Regions from separate parts of the Xenopus tropicalis genome. Here region 1 is linked to region 2. A link is a contact called in public Hi-C data. All regions are on one chromosome and are shown on one strand. Each heading gives the region's core, a stretch centred on a gene start, on an enhancer-like site or on the middle of the called end of the contact. The rest is flanking DNA. Distances are from core to core; before and after follow the strand shown.

Evidence for each region. A called contact is a pair of places that touch in the nucleus more often than the background predicts.
Region 1: a contact with region 2 is called in a Hi-C map of gastrula embryo, with 1.7 times the contacts expected there. The contact joins two enhancer-like sites. A contact is called at or near these places in 3 of 5 Hi-C or Micro-C datasets (brain, gastrula embryo and tailbud embryo).

The regions. Positions count from the first base shown.
Region 1 is chr5:102,860,903-102,864,188 of UCB_Xtro_10.0, forward strand. It overlaps slc51a (organic solute transporter subunit alpha), which reads left to right. Exons shown (of 9, transcript XM_002934046.5): 2 at 955-1,049; 3 at 2,186-2,340. Among named protein-coding and RNA genes, the nearest start is that of slc51a, 8.6 kb to the left of the region's middle. Within about 2 kb of position 1,874, at least 2 of the 11 cell types and tissues checked have an H3K27ac peak or open chromatin away from gene starts, as enhancers often do. A contact at or near this core is called in gastrula embryo, where this site is marked.
Region 2 is chr5:102,684,265-102,687,217 of UCB_Xtro_10.0, forward strand. The region is part of intron 12 of tnk2 (tyrosine kinase, non-receptor, 2); the gene reads right to left. Among named protein-coding and RNA genes, the nearest start is that of tnk2, 39 kb to the right of the region's middle. Within about 2 kb of position 1,412, at least 3 of the 11 cell types and tissues checked have an H3K27ac peak or open chromatin away from gene starts, as enhancers often do. A contact at or near this core is called in gastrula embryo, where this site is marked.

The sequences.
Region 1 (3,286 bases), core at 624-3,123, 180 kb after region 2:
GATTTTTTTCGGCATCTTTACGACTTTTCGGAAATTGTCGCGACTTTTTCGTTACCAATACGATTTGCGCGAAAAAACGCGAGTTTTTCGTAGCCATTCCGAAAATTGCGCAAAATCTGGCGATTTTTTCGTAGCGTTAAAACTTAAAAGGTGCGATGTTTCGCGCAAGTTTTAACGCTACGGAAAAATTGCAACTTTTTGTGCAAGTTTTAATGCTACGAAAAATCGCCAGATTTTGCGCAACTTTCGGAATGGCTACGAAAAACTTGCGTTTTTCGCACAAATCGTATTAGTAACGAAAAAGTCGCGATAATTTTCCGAAAAAATCGCAAAATACCGATCATTACGAAAAAAACGCAATCGGACGCATTCGGCCCGTTCGTGGGTTAGTAAATGTGCCCCTTAGTATATGAAATAATACCCTGCTGGATAGCCAAAGTTACAAAAAGCTGAAGTAGGGCTAGGCAGACAAAAAAAGGCATATGCCTTGCTCCACCTTTACTGTTGCACCCTAGGCCTGTGCCTCTTCTGCCACCCCTAGTTGCCACCATTGTTTGGCATTTCTTGTCCCACTTACCCAAGCAACCAAGAATAGGTTTCCATGACATACTGCTGCAACCAATAGCATTTTAATTCTTAGGTTGTAGTGAAAGGCAATTTATAAAACATAACATAATATATATATAAAATATATATATATATAATATATACATTTTTCAAAGTACCATCACATCCTACTAAAGGTTATTTGTAGGAGAACCTTCCCCATTTTATCTTATACTTACTTGTATAGTACTGGCTTTTATATTTCTACTATATGGGTGTGTATATACTGTATATTAATAACTGAAGGCACCTACATTAATTAATGGCAGTTCTGTAATCTGCATTTGCTGGCACATTATGGCTTTCTCCTAAAAAAGGCATTGATGTTTTCCCTTCTTTGTCTTGCAGAATCCCACGACAGCTAGTGGACTTTCTGATTGCCAATTACAGTGTTCCAAAAGCTTGCTTCTCCAAACCTCCTGCCGCTTCTCAGCTGCCGCAGCGTACGTGTTATAATACATTCAGTTGGTGACAACTAGAATACAATGAGTTGAAGTTCATGTAGGCAAAAACATTGTGGACTATGGAAAACATGGTCATTAGTAGTGAAAAATGTCTTATATATTGCATAGGAAGAGATGCTGGATTCATATATGTCTTTGTTTCTAACAATCTTGCTGAATTTGTATAAACACGTAGTTTAGTGTTTGCGATAAATTATTTCAAATTTAATTTCACTGAGGTATTGGGTATAAATAGGCAACATTTTAGTGGAGTGTGAAAATAGCAAGGAAGGTAACCCTGCCGATGTGTTGACACCCTATGCGAAGGGCAATGTGCCAGCTCTGGAATTTATAAACACCACTGGTTGGGAATTTTTAATGTGCACCCCATAGTGTACAAACATTCACCAGCACCGAACTGGTATACATGCTGGGTGTGACGTCAATGTTCTTAGGGTGAAGACACACTACTAATTGTCTCTACATGTATTTTAGCAGAGGCAATTCTCATTCTGCTTTACCTTGATTAAACCCTGTCAGCTTTGCCCTGCTATTGCTTCTGGACATTGTGTTCATTAACCTTTGCAGTGCTGAACTTTGGTCATTCTCCCTACCTAAACTTTCCTATGTCTGTTCTTGCTTTTTTGTTGGTTCTGCTTATTAAAAGCTACTTTAGTCGTTAACTCCTGCCTCAATTCCTGTTTCCCAGCCAGCTTGCTCCTTGGTCCCTATACCAAACAATAAAACCAGTAGCCTGTATGACCCCACTGTGGCCCCCTGGAAGCCATAATCACAACTAATCACAACACAAGCTCTGGTTAGGGAAACAATAGCTTTTTTTGAAAAAAAAAGCCCCCTGCAGCCCTAGGCTGCCCACACTGGGTGGGAGCTCTCGGTGCAGGCAGCCATGTTGTGACACTCCCATGCACATAAGTGCAACAACTCGCTCATTATTCACATGTGTGTGAACAACTCGCTCATTATGCGCACGCACACTAAAGAACATAGTTGTTAATGATTTTCAGTTTAATTTGAATAATAAAAAGACCCATTATGTGGCAAAGCCCAGGTGCATTCTGAAAAACAAATCCCATTTGTATTTGTTTCTGTGCCTTAACATGTGTTCAATTTTTCAGAACTGGACACACTGCACCTCTGCACTTTTGGAATCCTGACCATACTTGTCATAATATCATTGATCCTATACTTGGAAGAAGCTTTCTACCTCAGAAAGAAAGTGCTCTGCCCGGTCAAGAGGAAAACCCTTCTGTGGAGCAGTGCATCACCCACGGTAAGAGGGCAATACATCTGCGACTGGCAAATGTCAATCAAGATTTGTAAATGTTCCTTCTTTGTCTTACAAGAAGCTCACATATTATTCATTCTCTTTATACCAAAACTACCTTTGGTTGACATTTCTTGCCTAGGTTTCTCCACTTACTGTTATATATGTTATGCCTCTAGAGGACACAGCACGCAATTAACTTCAGTGGCAAAACAATGTGTATTATTGTTCCATGTGCAACAGTTAAGCCTGGTTCATCTATAACAGTGCTGTCCAACTTCTGTGGTACCGAGGGCCGGAATTTTTCCGACCTACGTGGTAGAGGGCCGATAATGGAAGCCAGTTTTGACCACTCCCCTTTTTGAAACCGCACCCACTTGAAACCACACCTGTGTTATCACATGACCATACCCATATTAATGGTTGTAGTACAGCAAATACCTGCCATACTCTGCCTTCCCTACCCTGCCTCTGTGTGCCATACTCTGCCTTCCCTACCCTGCCTGTGTGGGCCATACTCTGCCTTCCCTACCCTGCCTGTGTGTGCCATACTCTGCCTTCCCTACCCTGTCTGTGTGTGCTATACTCTGCCTTCCCTACCCTGTCTGTGTGTGCCATACTCTGCCTTCCCTACCCTGCCTGTGTGTGCCATACTCTGCCTTCCTCACCCTGCCTGTGTGTGCCATACTCTGCCTTCCCTACCCTGCCTGTGTGTGCCAAACTCTGCCTGCCCTATCCTGCCTGTGTGTGCCATACTCTGCCTTCCCTACCCTGCCTGTGTGCCATACTCTGCCTGCCCTACCCTGCCTGTGTGTGCCATACTCTGCCTGCCCTACCCTGTGTGCAGGGTTTATTTGTGGGTTTCTGAGGTCTGAGGTGTGAACAGGGGAACAATGGGGGTGATTACAGCCTGAGCCTGAGGTGTGAACACTGCAGGGGGTGAACAATGCAG
Region 2 (2,953 bases), core at 162-2,661:
GCCCATGCGCCAACCACCTGGAAAACCCAAAAGTCAACCTTGTATGGCATACTGTATTTTCACAATACACCGGGCTTATTACCCAGATCTAGATATGGAGTATGATTGGCAGGGCCACTAGCAACTGCTTAAATATTTCTCGCAAACTGTATGTGGTGCAAAGAATCCCCACAAGCGCAGGTCAGCTTGGTTATTGAAAGAGGTCCATGAGCTAAGCATGCTAATATTAAGGTTACTATATAGAATGGATAAAGCTTGCAGGAGTATAAAGTCTTTTGAGAGACCCCTTTTCTCAAGAAGAACAAAACATAATGATATGAATGTGGTTTTCTTTTATGCAGGGGGAAAGAAATGTTGCTGCCTTAGTAAACAGTAATATGTTTTATTATTCTATTGTTTCCATGTAGTATTGTCTCTGGCAGTGGTGATACTGAACTGTTTTGTTTAGGATCCCACCACCAATACATGCCCATTTATATTGGTGAGCCCCAAAAACACTTTATTTTACATCATAACAGAACAGCATCAGCACAACAAATGTTATTTAAAGTGGACACCATAGAAATACACCTTCTTTAGGCAGTCTGTTACAAAAACTAGGAAGAAATACAATAGCATAAATCATTTGCTTTGGTAGTTAAAAAAGATCATCCTTAAATCACAATGTTTTAAAGATGCACAATATCCTCTAAAAAATTTCAGCTATAAACATGTGTAAAAGATGGGTACATCAGATACACTGCCACTGTATGTTGTGTTAAATCCTGTGTAAGATGATTTTACGGTTCTGGTGCAAGTGTAAATACTGTGTAGAAGCATGCTGTTCTTTCCACTTGTGCCAATTTCTTTATATTGGTGTTACACTTCCAAAGTGAAATAGAAATCTTGTAGGGTAGGCACTCACGTGTAAGGAGAATACTTTGCCTGGGTGCAGTCATGAAATGTTTGTAAGTTTTAGGACTTATAATATTTAAAACAATTTCTTATTGAGGGAGACTGATGTTTTGGCCCCACCAGGGCCTTTATCACCTTTGATAAAGGTCCTGGAGGGGCCAAAGCAGCAGTCTCCCTCATAAAAATTTTTTGGGATATTATAAGTCCTGTGAAGTGCAGAATTCTTCCATCGGAGAGCAGAAACATTGATGATATTTATAGAATAAAGCACTTGTGTGAAACACAGATATTTAGAGTGCGGACCACTTTCACTGTATGTATTATATTTTTTGGTTTTAGGCACCCATTTTTAAGGGAGTGCAGCTTTTTTTTTATCATTTCTGTGTGTGTGTGTATATATATATATACATACTGAGTTGTAACTTGCTTTGCATAAAACTATACACAGCTTTTTACTGGTGTGGTATGTCTACAATCAAGTTCTGTGGAATGCAGTTCACTTTGTGGTCATTAGATGGCGCAGTTAGCTTAGAAATGATCTACGGTCATGCCCTGTACAAAAACTAGCAATGTTGTGCTGTTCTGGGTTGGTGATAATGATTTCCTTGCTTTCTTTGCACTAAGATTGAAATATTATAGCGAATGACCTCTTGCTAGGGTTCCAACAATGCCACTGTCCACCAGAAATATCAGTGGTACACTTCAGTTCTCATCTATAAAATGTCTTCTGCTATATTTATGTACTCCATATGGGGATTTATCTACAAAATCCTTACTTGTTTGATTTAAAAAAGACAAACGTGTGATGGCACACAGGGAGATCTGTGGTCTGCAGTTACATCTGTGCTAATGTGGGTGACAAGTCTTCTGAAAATGCTTTCCCTCAGGCTACATACATTATTGCCAGTTGCAATCCAAAATGCCGCGGTAGCACAGACTTAACTGTGGGCAACAAATCTCCCAGTGGCCATTACCCTTCAGCTCTTGGCAATTAACAATTTGATGACGCATTAAGACAAGTTCTGTATTCGATCTGAGTGTTGTTACCAAATATGTATAATTTTATAAATTTATAGATCACCATACCCAAAATAATCTTTAAACTGCAAGATAAAAATCCTGTAAAATTGCAAACTAAATCCAGGCTCATTAACTGTAACCTTTAAAAGTAGATAACCCACTAAACATTAAAATGATTACTTTTTTCCTATCATATTGCCAAATAAAGTTAGAACAAAACCCCACTTATCAACAATCCACATGTGCTGTACTATGTATCCCACGTGCTCATAAGTACAAGAGAAAGTTCCAGAATATAAAAGTTCTATAAAAGAAATGTTTGAAAACCCTAATGTAACATCACAGAGACTAGATAATAAAATGTTCATATCATTTTTCATTGTTACTCTGTTTCCTGAAAGCATAACATACTACAGGTATCTCTGAATGTTAAAGGGCATGTAAAGCCTACATTTGACCTCCATCCTCTTGTGTCTTTGACTCTTATCTTATTGCAAATGTATCTTTTATTTATTTGTGTTTATTGTAATACTTTGTATTTATCTATCTTAATAATCCCCTGTTTATATTAATGTATTCTACTGTACAGCACTGCATACATAAGTAGCGCTTTATAAATAAAGGCATACATACATACCTTTATGTGCTAGACTGGGGGCGTGTTGAATAATCTGCGCTTAAAACAACTGAGCATGCCCACAAGCCAGAAGTCAAAGCAAATTCCTGAGGGAGGGGGCCGAGTGGGTTACAGGAGGAGAAGGAAATCTAAGTGATTAAGGAGATGTTACAGCCTTAGGAAAGCATGTAATATGGGAGAAGCTGCTGAGATGAGGGGCTTCCACAAAATTTCTGAAAATAAGCTTGTAAAATTGATAATGGATATATTACAAACCTTTGACCACAGAAATACACCTTCTCTGCCTCATGCATTATGAGAAGACAAACATGATAAATATGGATGTCTCAAGTCTCCTGAGTCGCCTGACAGGGCATGAGAACTGTGCCTAGTTACAAAGCTGAGATCCACTTGGTTTAACAA